Regions from separate parts of the Mus musculus genome. Here regions 1 and 3 are each linked to region 2. The links are chromatin contacts, called in public HiChIP or PLAC-seq maps. All regions are on one chromosome and are shown on one strand. Each heading gives the region's core, a stretch centred on a gene start, on an enhancer-like site or on the middle of the called end of the contact. The rest is flanking DNA. Distances are from core to core; before and after follow the strand shown. Region 1 holds the start of Mfsd13a (major facilitator superfamily domain containing 13a). Region 2 holds the start of Gbf1 (golgi-specific brefeldin A-resistance factor 1). Region 3 overlaps Mfsd13a (major facilitator superfamily domain containing 13a).

The links. HiChIP or PLAC-seq counts read pairs in DNA pulled down with a chosen protein or histone mark.
Region 1: a contact with region 2 is called in an H3K4me3 HiChIP or PLAC-seq map of embryonic stem cells, with 18 read pairs. The contact joins the promoter of Mfsd13a here to the promoter of Gbf1 in region 2. A contact is called at or near these places in 16 of 39 promoter capture datasets (the 3T3-L1 cell line, the C10 cell line, the HPC-7 cell line and 12 more), 2 of 484 Hi-C or Micro-C datasets (embryonic stem cells and regulatory T cells), 8 of 115 datasets of contacts at active chromatin or transcription factors (bone marrow-derived macrophages, effector CD8 T cells, embryonic stem cells and 3 more) and 4 of 9 other capture datasets (adipose tissue, embryonic stem cells, liver and 1 more).
Region 3: an H3K4me3 HiChIP or PLAC-seq map of embryonic stem cells shows a contact between it and region 2, with 5 times the contacts expected there. The contact joins the enhancer-like site here to the promoter of Gbf1 in region 2. A contact is called at or near these places in 8 of 39 promoter capture datasets (the 3T3-L1 cell line, 3T3-L1-derived adipocytes, the HPC-7 cell line and 5 more), 8 of 484 Hi-C or Micro-C datasets (the G1E-ER4 cell line, embryonic stem cells, erythroblasts and 4 more), 8 of 115 datasets of contacts at active chromatin or transcription factors (the 230-238 cell line, astrocytes, bone marrow-derived macrophages and 4 more) and 3 of 9 other capture datasets (adipose tissue, liver and pancreatic islet).

What each region holds. Positions count from the first base shown.
Region 1 is chr19:46,353,593-46,358,480 of GRCm38.p6, reverse strand. Mfsd13a (major facilitator superfamily domain containing 13a) reads right to left here and starts at 1,601. Exons shown (of 9, transcript NM_029186.2): 1 at 1,497-1,601.
Region 2 is chr19:46,150,838-46,155,079 of GRCm38.p6, reverse strand. Gbf1 (golgi-specific brefeldin A-resistance factor 1) reads right to left here and starts at 2,522. Exons shown (of 40, transcript NM_178930.3): 1 at 2,288-2,522.
Region 3 is chr19:46,372,164-46,376,703 of GRCm38.p6, reverse strand. It overlaps Mfsd13a (major facilitator superfamily domain containing 13a), which reads right to left. Exons shown (of 9, transcript NM_029186.2): 8 at 4,329-4,522; 9 at 1,450-2,258. The coding sequence ends at 1,990. Among named protein-coding and RNA genes, the nearest start is that of Mfsd13a, 18 kb to the right of the region's middle. Within about 2 kb of position 1,918, at least 52 of the 459 cell types and tissues checked have an H3K27ac peak or open chromatin away from gene starts, as enhancers often do. A contact at or near this core is called in astrocytes, embryonic stem cells, neutrophils and 1 more, where this site is marked.

The DNA.
Region 1 (4,888 bases), core at 352-2,851, 200 kb before region 2:
GGAGAAGCAGTAGCAACCTCGAACCCTATAGCAAACCTGTGCATTGAGGCTGCAGATGTACGAGGGCAGTGTTGGTAAAAGCCAGCAGTAAGTTACAACCCTTTCACCCAGGACACAGTACCAAGCTAAGAAAACAAGGGCAGAATGTGACCCAGGTAGTAGTAAAAGGGGCCAGACTAAAAAGGGAGTTTGTAAGCCTCCACCAAGCTTCTATCAAGATGGAAGACACCCGCTGAGGGTAGGAGACACAAAAGCATTTCTCTCTTGAGGAGCCCTTCGGAGATACTTCAAGATCCTTCTCCTAGCAGTCCACTCTCCAAGGTTTCTGGGAGATTAACAACAGGAAAGATTGGCCAACCGCAGCAACCTCTGGTGACAGAGTACAATTGAGGGAGGAAACCAAGGAGTAACCGGCTGGGCCCGGAAGGAAGACTATCAGGAGGAGGAGGGTAGGCGGTTCCCACTCCCTTCAGGAGGGAGCCTGTAGAGACCACAGAGGGGAAAAACTACTAAGTAATACTGTATGTATCAGCAGTGCTTGGGTCAAGGATGAACGCTATCCTCACGTAGCCACAAAACTTGTTCCCACGTCTGTGGAAAAAGCAAATCTGTTTGCTGCCTGTCCTGCCAGTATCGAATGAGCAGGTGGAATTTCAAGTCATAATAACAAAGCAAATACTAGGCGTGTCATTTTCTCAGCAAGCTGCTGACTGGATTGTTAGCTGTTTCACTCCCTGGTCAGTCTCCGCAGAATGAAGGAGCCCGCAGGAGAGTTGTTGAAGGAGCCCGACTCTCTCCCGCGAGTTAACAGGTTCACCCTCCTCGGATGGAAAATGGAGTTTTCACCCATTGCCAGAGGGACTTTCTCGGTCCTTCACAGGATTTTATGGTGGCACGAAAGTGTCAGAGCCGACTCACCTCAGAATCGCTGGCCACTTCTAAGTCTCTGAGGAATTAACTGGGAATCAACCCAGGAGCTTTCTACTCAGAAACACGTGTAGTGGTTTTCATTTCGTTTGCACATTACCTGAAGAGCTAGCTATTCTAGAACACCTAGGCTCGGACCTCGCTCAGACCTCTAAAATTGGGATCTCTGGAGGTGATGCCCAGCATCTTTTAAACTATCCAGTGGTTCTACTCTGCTACCAGGTTTAAGGGCCACTAGGTCAATGAGTGAATCCCGGCCTGAACCATTGCATCCATGAACTCAGATTCCTCAAGGAGCAACCTGGACGGTGCATCCCCTTTTCTTACCCCAACAGAGACCTTCAGCGGGGATTCTACACTTGCCCCTTGGTCCCAATTCCTCCTGACCCCAGAATTTTCCAATCCATAATCTGGCACCTTAAGGAACCGCGCAAAGTGTCCCAATGACTCAAACAGCGCAACGCATTCCCGCCCCACCCTCGGGCTGGTCCTTTGTATCAGATCAGCCCCGGGGTCCGGCCCGCTCCTCCGGGACCGGAGAGGTCCTGGGCCGTGGGCCAGCAGCTCACCGCAATCCTGGCAGACGATGCCTAATTCCGCGGCAGCGGGGGAGCCAGGTGCCAGCCAGTGCGCCTGCGCGCTAGCAGCCTTGGGCTTCCCCAGTCTCTCCCTCCGCCCCTTCCCAGCTATTGGCTCCGCACGGCTCTCCCGATAGCAGCTCGGGCAGGTGACCGCGCCTGAGGCTGTCGCTGCCATGTTTGTAATGGGCTATTTCCCTTAGGGACCCAAAAGAAAACGGGCATCAGGCAACAGGGGCAGGTTGCCTGGATTCCTGAAGTACTTATCTCCTCTCTCTTACCTCCACGAAAACTGTCATTTCAGCTCAAAGCAAGTTCCTCTTGGGGACTCTCCCTTCTCTTCCCCGATCCTAATTTCAGAAGATGAGAATTTAGCAGAGACTACCTACGGCTGGATTGTGAGCCTGCGAGTGCAAAGTCCAGCTTGAGCTGTGGGCATGAGGAATCAAAGGAATGGAGAGCCAGGGCAGGAGATGGTAGACACAGGCACTTGGCCATTAACCCACAACCCATGCTGCCCGACTTCTTTGTAGTGGTAGTAATAAGAATTAGAAGACGAAGCCGGGCGTGGTGGCGCATGCCTTTAATCCTAGCACTTGGGAGGCAGAGGCAGGCGGATTTCTGAGTTGGAGGCCATCTTGTCTACAGAGTGAGTTCCAGGACAGCCAGGGCTACACAAAGAAACCCTGTCTCGAAAAACCTAAAAAAAAAAAAAAAAAAAAAAAAAAAAACAAGAATTAGAAGAGGAAGTAATGCCTGATTGTGCCTTTCTGAAATTCCTGTTGTTGTTGTTGTTGTTGTTGTTGTTGTTGTTGTTGTTGTGGTGGTGGTGGTGGTGTTGTTTTACGAGACAGGGTTTCTCCATGTGGCTCTAGCTCTTCTGGAACTCACTATGTAGACCAGGCTGGCCTCGAACTCCCAAAGATCTGATAATTTCCACCTTCTGAGTGCCGAGGTTAAAGGCATAGTCTGTAATTCTTGCTACATAGAAGGCTAGCCTGTGCTGAATACAGAGTGAATTAAGGGCAATCCGGGCACTTTAAACCCTATCTCAAACTAAAAACAAAAACAGGGCTGGCGATACACACACATAAAAGAACTGCTCAGCCACCTACTATTATGTACTTTGCAGGATAGGTGCACCGTTCCAAATGCCTCTTCCTCAAATTATACATGGGAAGTAGATGCTATTATTTCCACTTACAGATGAAAATAACCACTGGGTGCTGGTGGCGGCTGCACATACCTTTAGTCTTGGCACTGGGAAGGCAGAGACAGGTGAATTTCTGCTTTCAAGGCCAGCCTGATCTACAAAGCAAGTCCCAGGAAAGGTAGGGCATACAGAGAAATCCCATCTCAAAAACCAACCAACCAAACAACCAACCAAGCAAAAACCCTGAAGTTCAGAGAAACAGTCAATGAATTGTTTCTGTTTTTCGAGACAGTGTTTCTCTCTTTAACAGCACTAGCTGCCCTAGAACTCATTTTCTAGTCCAGATTGGTCTTGAACTCACAGAGATCTTCATGCCTCTGCCTCCTAAGGGCTGGGATTAAAGATGTGCACCACCGTGCCCAGCCTTCAACAAATTTCATACAACCAGATGCCCAACCAGGTTAGACCAGACTTCTCTGGAGTCTCAGAGGAGTCCTTCCTCTTCCACACTTACTAGACCTTTAAAATCAAGTCTGTATGGCTCAGTCCAGTTTCTAAGCAATCAAATAGGACCCGCTGCTATCTGTTTGGTTTCCCTACTGTGTTGGTTTGTATATGCTCGGCCCAGGGAGTGGCACTATTAGAAGGTGTGGCCCTGTTGGAGCAGGTGTGTCACTATGGATGTGGGCTGTAAGACCCTCTTCCTAGCTGCCTGGAAGTCAATATTCTGCTAGCAGCCTTCAGATGAAGGTGAAGAACTCTCAGCTCCTCCTGCACCATGCCTGCCTGGTGATAATGGAATGAACTTCTGAACCTGTAACCCAGCCCCAATTAAATGATGTCCTTTTAAGAGTTGCCTTGGTCATGGTATCTGTTCACAGCAGTAAAACCCTAAAACACCTACCCTGAGATATAAGGCAAGGAGTGCCTCTTTTGACTTTTCTGCCAAGGGACCTTCTTTTTGTTGAAACTGCTCCATTGCTTATGGGGATTTTGTAGGCATACAGGGAGAACTAGAGCTGAACATGACGAAGCCCATCTGTAGTCCAGGCACTTGGGAGCTGAAGGCAGTGTAAAAGAAAGAAAGAAAGAAAGAAAGAAAGAAAGAAAGAAAGAAAGAAGAGAGAGAGAGAGAGAGAGAGAGAGAGAGAGAGAGAGAGAGAGAGAGAGAGAAAGAAAGAAAGAAAGAAAGAAAGAAAGAAAGAAAGAAAAGAAAGCAGGGGACTAGAAATGTAGGTAGGTTTGGAAGGGTTCTCACTGAGCATACCTGAGCCTCAGGGTCAATCCCTATGTTGGGTAAAGTGCCTATGGTTGTGGCTGTCCCTGTAGTCACAGCGCTTGGTGGACCGAAGCATCAGGATCAGCTCAAGGCCATCATTGGCTACAGAGTTTCAGGAGCTCGGGAGACTGTTTCCAAGCCGCTGGGGAACGTGCTAGAGGTTAGGCACTACTGACCCTTATGCCTTTTTGTTGCTGGCAACTTTTTGTGCAGCAGAAACATTGTCCCCTTTTTACTTTGCAACAACATAGCAATGGGTTCATCACAGCAAACCGTTGGTCCCATAGGACCCTGTTCAACCCAGTCCTAGAGAGCCTTCGGGGATCCCACAGCACTGTCCCAGACACCCACATTATCCTAGCTTTTCCCCTTCCTCTCCTCCTTCAAGCCCTCCTCTACCCTTCTATGGCCCCTGTTCTGGAATAACCCCATCCAAGTATATAAAAACATGTTTCAGCCAGGTGTGGTGGCACACGTCTTTAATCCCAGCACTCGGGAGGCAGAGGCAGGCGGATTTCTGAGTTCCAGGCCAGCCTGGTCTACAAGTGAGTTCCAGGACAGCCAGGGCTACACAGAGAAACCCTGACTGGGGGGAGGGGGGTATGTTTCAGGGTGCTTTGAGATGAAAGAAAAACAAACGAACAGATACAAGATTGCAGAGTGAAATTTATTCCAGGACTTACATACATGAAGAACAGCACCAATACTGCTGTATCCATCCAGTGAGTGTGTGTATACTAGTTAGGACAAGAGTCGCTTTCCTGCTCTTTCTTTCTTCTTTCTTGTTTTGTTTTTTCTTGAGACAGAGTTTCTCTGTGTGGCCCTGGCTATCCTGAAACTTGCTTTGTAGACCAGGCTGTGCTTAAACTCAGAAATCTGCCTGCCTCTGTCTCCCGAGTGCTGGGACTAAAGGCAGGTGCCAACCATGCCCCGCTCCTTAAAACTGTTTTT
Region 2 (4,242 bases), core at 1,273-3,772:
AGGCAGAAGCAGGCAGATCTCTGTGAGTTCAAGGCCAGCCTAGTCTACAAATCAAGTTCCAGGCCAGCCAGGGCTACACAGAGAGACCCTGTGTTGAAAAGATACCCCCCCCAAACAACAATAAAAACAAAAAACAAAACAAAACAGTGTTCTGTACCATTCCCACCCATTTGTTTTACATCTATACAAATAAACCATAAACACTATTACTTCTCTTATACACATACACACACACAGGTTACATAGTCTAACACAGCCATTCTTAAGAGGGCAGAGAGAATTAAGTAAGAGAAACTTGGTTCAAGTAGTAACATCTTAGATGATCTGTCTTCCAATACCTGATAAGAGTGCCCCACCTTGTCACTACTCACCATGCAAATGTACAGCTGACTCCCCGGGCCAGACCAGGACACAAAGGCTAACCACACACTACACTAACCCCAGGGATGGACGGCACATGCTGGGCCCCATCACTGCTAAAAGGAATTAGGCACACTCTTACTTTTAACTTGGCTTTTTTTTTTTTTTTTTTTTTTTTTTTTTTGCCCTCGTTATGTAGGAAGACTGGTCTTAAACTCAAAATGTCCTTCCTCATAGGAAGGACTTCCTGAAAGTACTGAGATTACAAATGTCTGTCACTACACCTAGCATATGTCACTACTTTTCAGAAATATACAGGAAGATCTAGGACTGTAGGCCTGTAAACCCAGCAGCTCAGGAAGGATCACAAGTTCAAGGGCTACAGAGCAAATTCTAGACCAGTCAGGACAACTGAGAGAGAGAGAGAGAGAGAGCGCACTAGCTCTGGGTATAGCTCGGTGGTAGACTGCCTGACTATACCATATGGGACCCTAGGGTCCCATCCCCACTACTGCAAGACTCTGTGTAAACTGAGCGATCCCAGAGCAGGTTTTCCCGTTTATATACTCCATAAGGCTTACTTGTACCTAGGGTTCTTGATATGAGCTTCTGCACTCAGGAAACACTACATTGTCTCTCATCTCTAACGTACTCTTTACCTTCGAAGGACTTCACCAGTTTATGACACAGCAATGTCAAAGGTCACTACTGGGCCATAAACTACACTCTTTCGGGTTGTGCCCTACCATTCACTCTGTTTCCCTGACCCTACCACAAGGAGCAGAACAACTCTCCTAACTTGTCTCTTTGCTAAAGACAGTGTCTCACTTGGCCCAGGCTGGCCTCTAACTCAAGAAGTAGCTGAGGATAACCTTGAATGTCAGGGCTAACCCTCGTGTTTCCATCTCCCAAGTAGGGAATAATTACAGATGTGGACCAACATGCCCAGTTTATGAAGTGCTAGGGACTGAACTCAAGGACTCCATACATGCAAGGCAAACACTCAACCAGCTACGTCTCCCTCCAGCCCTTTTCATGATTTTTCACCTACTAAAAATAAATAGACCACCAGGACCAAGCCTTATCAGTATTCAAACCCCTCTTAACTCTCAATCAAATGTGTCACAAAAGAGTGGCTGCCTTGGGATCAAACCTCATATCCTTAAAAAGAAGGGAGTTACAGTGGGTAAATGCCTACCCATAACACACACCTAAAGAGTTTAAGGCAGAAGGAGGTGGATCTTTGTAAATCCAAGGCCAGCCTGGTCTACATAGTGAATTCCAGAAAAACCAGAGCTACACAGAAAGAACCTGACTCAAAAAGAAAGAAAGGTGTTTACATGCAGACCCCTGGTGACAGCTGAGCTATCCTGTAAAAGCAAGATCTTACAGGCCAGGTTCTCAGGCGGCTGCCTCCAGTCTTCTATGCCTTCTGACTACCTAATCCAAACTGAGCTGGCTCATCTTTCAGGATTAATGGGGCGCTTCAGTTGTGCTAGGACGCAGTCACCCCGAAGTGACAGATGTACAGAATCTGAAAAGATTCACTCTCTAAACCCTGAAACCATCCTTAATTTTGCTTTCAGATGTTGAGGACTTTAGGGTGCAGAAGGGTCTGAAAAAGAAGAGCTGCAGGCCAGATTATGCCTAGGGAAAACAAACAAACAAACAAACAAAAACAAAAACAGATTCTAGCATCCACCGAGTCACAGGTGGAGCTGAAACACCCCTCGGGGACAAGGGTCTGACCTTTGGCCCCTGCACACCTCCCAACTCCCTCTCACATCAGTCCTCTGGGTTTACTTCTTCCCACTAAGCCCATCGCCCAGGCCGCTTCGCCCAACCGAAGGACCCTTCCTCCTTATTCTTGATGGCAACGTCAGGAGGCCCTCACGACGCTGGAACTCTAAGAAGAGACTTCGCTGACCTGTCAGCGGATCCAAAATGGCGGGGCCTAGTCCCAGAACCGGCGGCAGCCGCAGCTCATGTCCAGCCTGGCCCCGGAGGCGTCTCCCGGCCGCTCTCCCGGCGCCGGCGGCGAGTGAGAGAAGGGAAGGATCCTGTCTTCTGGAAGGCAACCCTAACTTCAGGGTGAGACCTCACTGCAGGCTGGAGTAAGTGGGCCGGGACGCTCGGTGGTGCCGGCTACCTTCCCTGTCAGCTCACTGACGTGGTAACTAGCCTCAGTCTAGCCCGCTGCCTGGTAACTGCGAGAGTCCTGCCGCGCTCAGCCAATCAGAGCGTGGCACTCTGAAAAGTGGCATTCCGACTATCCAATCGAAGAAAGAAATTAGCTCTGGGAGGCGTGCAATGCCCAAAGAGACCAGATTACAAGGGAAAGAAGAGTAGGTAGGGGACAGCCAACGGATACGAGGATTCTCTGACTGACAGTTACAGAAGCCAATAAACAATGAAAAATTGTGCTGGGCGGTTGAAGAGGTGGGGTCAGATAGGGTTCGGTTGCAGTGCGCTGTTTAGCAGTGGCTGCTGGGCATCCTGGGCAGGAAGGCTATGATTTGCTGGAAAGGGGGCGGGGTCCGTTTTGAGAGCTTGAGCGGGCGACCCTACTCCCCCAACTTCATCCTACCAAAGTCACCTGGGCTTTACTACTTTAGGGATCGCTCTCTTTCCAGGCAGGTCTGGGGTTGAAACGCGTTCCTAAATCCGGCCCGTGCAATCTTGCCTACGCCCTCCTGTCTTCTGTGCCCCACTTGGGTATATGTGCCTGTCTCATCCTAACTCTGATTTTTGCATTTTCTACTCCATTCCTACCATCCAGAAATAGAGAAAATGGTAGCAGAAATCTTGGATACCTAATTAGAGTATCCTCATTTTCCAGACGTGGAAAGAGTTCTACCGAGGAAAGCTGGATCCATGCATAGCAGAGAAAAACATACACCTACCCCAGCCAATTCGGTGCGGAGAGTAAGGGGCATGGGGGTACTTAATACTTCTTTTTAAAAAGAAAGAATTTGTCTATTTTAAGATAATGCTCTTAGCCACTAAACCATCTCTCCAGCCTCCCTCAATACTTGGTATACCTTACTCCATAGGGCTATATGACTCTCAGTTCAGCCCTTCCTATTAAGCCTTGGACAAATCTTAATGAACGATTGGTGGAGGTGTATGAGGATCAAGTCTGAGGGCCTAATCTCACACCATTAGTCCACATCGTTAACAAAAAGAAGAAGAAGAAGAAGAAGAAGAAGAAGAAGAAGAAGAAGAAGAAGAAGAAGAAGAAGAAGAAGAAGAAGAAGAAGAAGAGGAAGAAGAGGAAGAAGAGGAAGAAGAAGAAGAAGAAGAAGAAGAAGAAGAAGAAGAAGAAGAAGAAGAAGAAGAAGAAGAAGAAGAAGAAGAAGAAGAAGATGATGATGATGATGATGATGATTTCCCATTTTCCTTCGAAATGCGGACAGGTGAGACTGGAAAGGAAGCTTAGCAGTTAAGTGTGCTTGCTGCTCTTCCAGAAGACCTGAGTTCAGTTCCCAGGATGTACATAGCACTATCTACTGTAACTCCAGCTCCAGAGGGATCCAACACTTTGGGCACATACTCACACAGAGACACGCGCGCTCTCGTGTGTGTGTGTGTGTGTGTGTGTGTGTGTGTGTGAGAGAGAGAGAGAGAGGGGGGGGGAGAGAGAGAGAGAGAGAGAGAGATCTTTCTGTAACCCTGGCTACTGACTGTCCTTGAAGCCCAGGCTGGCTTCAACCTCACAGAGATCTACCTGCCACTGCCTCCCAAATGCTGCACCACTATGCCAGGCACAGACACATACATTTCAAATAATAAAAAATAAATCTTTTGTTTGTTTGTTTTTCAAAACAGAGTTTCTCTGGGTAACAGCCCTGGCTGCCTGGCTGCCCTGGAATTCACTTTGTA
Region 3 (4,540 bases), core at 669-3,168, 220 kb before region 2:
AATACTCAAATCTGTGGGTGAAGCCTGACTTCATCTCTGAAAATGGGTTTTGTTGTTTTTTTTCTGAGACAGGGTTTCTCTGTGTAACAACAGTCCTGGCTGTCCTGGAACTCTTCTTTAGACCAGGCTGACCTTGAACTCAAAGATCTACCTCCCAAGTGCTGGGATTAAAGATGTGCACCACACCTGCCCCAAGTTCTTAAAACTCATTTTGTAGAAGACATTTGAACCAGGCCTGTAATCCTAGCTACTCAGGAGACCCAGGCAGGAGACTCTCATGTTTAAGGACTGTGTGGGTTACAGAATAAGTTCTGAGCCAGTCTCCACAACATAATGAGATCCTGTCTCAAAATGAAGAGAGCTGGGGTTTACAGTTCAGTAGCAGAGCACTTGCCTAACATGCACGAAGCTCTGCTTTCTACCCTCAGCCCCCCCCTTACCCACCCACAAGCCATTTGGGGATGTAAGATGAAGAGCTTGATTCATTGAGATGACTGCAGACTGAGGGCAGGTACCAACAATTCTGTCCATCTCTGTTTGGCTCCCAGGACCCACATAGAACGGACTCTATGCAGCAAACTGACCTTTGACCTCCACATACATAAACAAACAAATGTAATAACGAATTCCTCTTTAAGTTAAGGGAACGGGGTTTAGTGGTGATCGCCTTTTATCTCAGCACTCAAGATGCAGAGTCTGGTCTACAGTGAGTTTCAGGACAGCCAGAGCTCCACAGAGAAACCTTGTCTCTAAATAAATAAGTTCCTATATCTAAAAGGAAGTTGCCAGATACCTAACAAATGTTTATACTCCCCCAATAACTATAAAATATGGGTGTTTATGATTCATTTCATAAAGACTTTCAGAACCCAAAAAAAAATTAAATAAATAACTTTGAGAGAACCACTGCTCATTGGCCGGGCCCCTGTGCAGACCGTCAGAACCCACACCATACAAAGGCTACAGCACTGTTCAGACCCATTCAACCAGAATCTTGGCAAAGACTCGGGCATTGATGTTTTGGAAGCTGTTCAGGTGATTTCCGGGCTGAGAGCCCCTAGCCTGGCAGAGGCTCCTTGACCACTGTTTTGCAATGCTGTGTGGGAAATGTGCTGAGGGAACCGGTTGCAGGCCTAATCACCCAGCACTCTGCTGGATTAATTTGTTGGTGACAGTAGGTTTTTTTTTCCTTTGGTCCCTTGGCTGTTTTTTTAGGCGAACTTTGAATTTGAGGCAATCCTGCCATAGCCTTCCAAATGCTGGAATTATAAAAATCACCAGGTTCAGCTTGCAGTTTACAATTTTATCCTAGTATCTCTAGGAAAATTATCTCAGGGAACTTTTCTGTTTCCCAGCCCCCAACAACCCTGCCTGCCCCCCCCCCCCACACACACACACATACACACACACACACACACACACATACACACACGGCACAGACCCAAAGAATTGGAATGACTGGCTTTACTTGAGATGAGATGAACCTCTTTAGAGTTTAGAGGCCTGCAGGGCTTTGGGGGCGCGGGCGGGAGGGGGCTACAGCAGAGGGCATGCCACTTCAAGCATAGCAGAAGCAGAGAACCCTCTGAGAGAAACGACTAGGAGGAGAGGCGAGTGGCACTTTCAGTCGACTTCTGCGTGGGCAAGAGGGGCGTCACAGCTTCAGAAACTCCCGAGCCCACCAAATGGCCAGCCCCAGCTACAGGTCCCAGGCAGTTCCTGGGCACCGTACTCAGCCCTACCCTTTCTGGTCCTCTTTTCTTGCTACCCCACAGGAGTCGCAGGTCCCTGAGCACACAGGGCCCAGCCCTTGCACAAGCTGAGTCACATGACTAAAGAAGGGGCAGTCCTTGGTGATGCTCCTGGTTCGGCTTCACCATCCGTTCTCTAGGCTGAACCCAGAGGTGAGGAAACAGGATGCTGGTCAGCACGAGAGGCTACTGCTGGGACTAGGCCAAGGATCTCAGCACAGTGGTCCTGATGGGCCTCTCACACCATCTTAATGTTCAGAGTATGGATCTGGGCCAGGTTCTGACGCTGGGCCTTGACCGTGCGTAGGCGTCTCCCATGCAGCGTGAACTGGGACCAGGTGAAGAGCTGCAGCAGCGCACAGGTGATGGGGACAAACACCAGCAGGTAGAAGCAGCCCTGGCGGAGTGTGGGAGCCTGCGCGGGGGCGGGGGCTGGGGCTGGCAGCTCTGGCCATGGCCGAACGCTCCCCACAGGGGTCATTGGGGATTGCTGAAAAAGGTCGTGACCTGGGGTGAGAGCACACAAGAGGAGCATGGTCAGCCCAGTTAACCCTCCAAAGCCCATAGGATGGTAAAAGAAACATCACGAGTGTCCTAAGCCACCACTAAAAGTTTGCTTAAGACTGGCCAGAGGCCGGGCAGTGGTGGCGCATGCCTTTAATCCCAGCACTTGGGAGGCAGAGGTAGATGAATCTGTGAGTTCGAGGCCAGCCTGGTCTACAGAGCGAGTTCCAGGACAGCCAAGTCTCTACAGAGAAACCCTGTCTCAAAATACAAAACAAACAAAAAAGTCTTTTTAAAAAAGTCACTGTTGGCTGGCTTCAATATTACAGTCTCCTAACGAGTAGCTGGGATTATAGGTATATGCCACAATTCCTAACCACAAATCTATCATCTATATTTTACTTGAAAAAAAATTTTGAAACAGGGTCTCTCTAGTAATCCTGGCTTTCCTGGAACTAAGTAGACCAAATTGGCCTCAAATTCACAGAATTCACTTCCTGACTTTGCCTCCCAAGTTCTGGAAATAAAGGCATATGCCACCATATCCAGCTGCTCCTGCTGCTCCAGCTGCTTCTGCTGCTCCAGCTGCTCCTGCTGCTCCAGCTGCTCCAGCTGCTCCTGCTGCTCCAGCTGCTCCAGCTGCTCCTGCTGCTTCCTATTCTTTCCTTCCTCCTTCCTCCTTCCTCCTCCTCCTCCTCCTCCTCCTCCTCCTCCTCCTCCTCCTCCTATCTAGTCCAGACTAGCTCTAAATTCCTTATGTACTCAAGGATGACTTCAGACTTCCGATCCGCCTGGCTCCACTTCCTGAGTGCTGGGATTGCGGGTGTCCATCACCACAGAGAGTCACCCGGTTCCAGAGTTAAACTCAAGGCTTCATACATACTTGGCAAGTGCTCTTCCTACTACCCTACAGCCCTGGCACATTGTTCTTGACTGAGACAGTATCATGCACCCTAGGTTGTTCTCAGTAGCTGAACGGAATGTTGACCCCCTCATCCTCCTACCTCTATCTCCTAGATGTTAGAATCACAGGTCTCTTCCATCTTGCTAACTCCTACCAGATCCATTTTTCCATTTGCTTGGTTTGCTTTTTTTTCCCCCCTTTAAATTCAATTTTATGTGCATAGGTGTGAGGGTGTCATATCCCCTAGAACTGGAGTGACCAACAGCTGTGAGCTGCCATGTGGGCTTTGGGAATTGAACCCAGGACCTCTGGAAGAGCAGCCAGGGCTCTTAACCACTGAGCCATCTCTCCAGCCTGGTTTGCTTTTTGAGACAAGGTTTCTTTGTGCAGCCATGGCTGACCTAGGACTTACCCTGCAGACCAGGCTGGCCTTGAACGCTTTTCTCACATCCTTCCCCTCTCACGAGAGACACCATCATATCTCATGCCTCTCGGTCCTCAGCAATCACTCCCTGACACTCATGTGTCACCTCAGTTCCCAATGCACCCCACTGCCCCCTCCCTAGACCAAGCCTCCACAGCCTCTGGCCCTGTGTCTTTATGATCTCCGAGCTACTGATCACACTGATCTGTATGTATTATCCAGGGCAGCTCGAGCAAACTTCTTCCAAACATCAATCAGACCAGGTCTCTTCCCAGCCTCTAACTCTCCAAACGGCTTCCTTAAACGCTGAAAACCCAGTCCATATGTCACCCTGTCCACCCTTCTCCCTGTCTAAAACATTTTTTTCTAAGACAGGGTTTCTCTGTGTAGCCCTGGCTATACTGGAATTTGCTCTGTACCAGGCTGGCCTCAGACTCACAGATCTGTCTGCCTCTGCCTTCTGACTGCTAGGATTAAAGGCATGCGCCACCAACACCCATCTAGAATCTAAACTCCAAGACAGCTAAGATTGCATATGCCCTACCATGTTACTCCCCTTACACACAGGGCCCAGCCTATACAGGTCTATGCTACTTTGTTGAATGAATCAATTCACTTATGAAAACATAAGGGGTGGGCCAGCAAGGCTCAGCATCCCAAGGCAACAGAGGCCTAGGCACAGTCCTTCTGTCCCCCGCACAAGACCCAGAGCTGGTACAAGTAAGCTGTGTTCCATGAGCCTTACCTGTGTAGAAGCAGAGAAGCCAGGTGCCCAGCAGTGGGGCAAAGGTCTGGCCAGGCTTGGTCACCAGGGCAACCATGCCAAAGAGGAGCGCCGAGGCTGCCTGCTTCCGATGGTTCAGTACCAGGTCCTCATCCACCAGGTCAGTGACCACCAGTGTCAGCAGCTTACAGGTACCCTCAGTGAAGACACGGTTGCTGCCCAGGGAGAAAGAG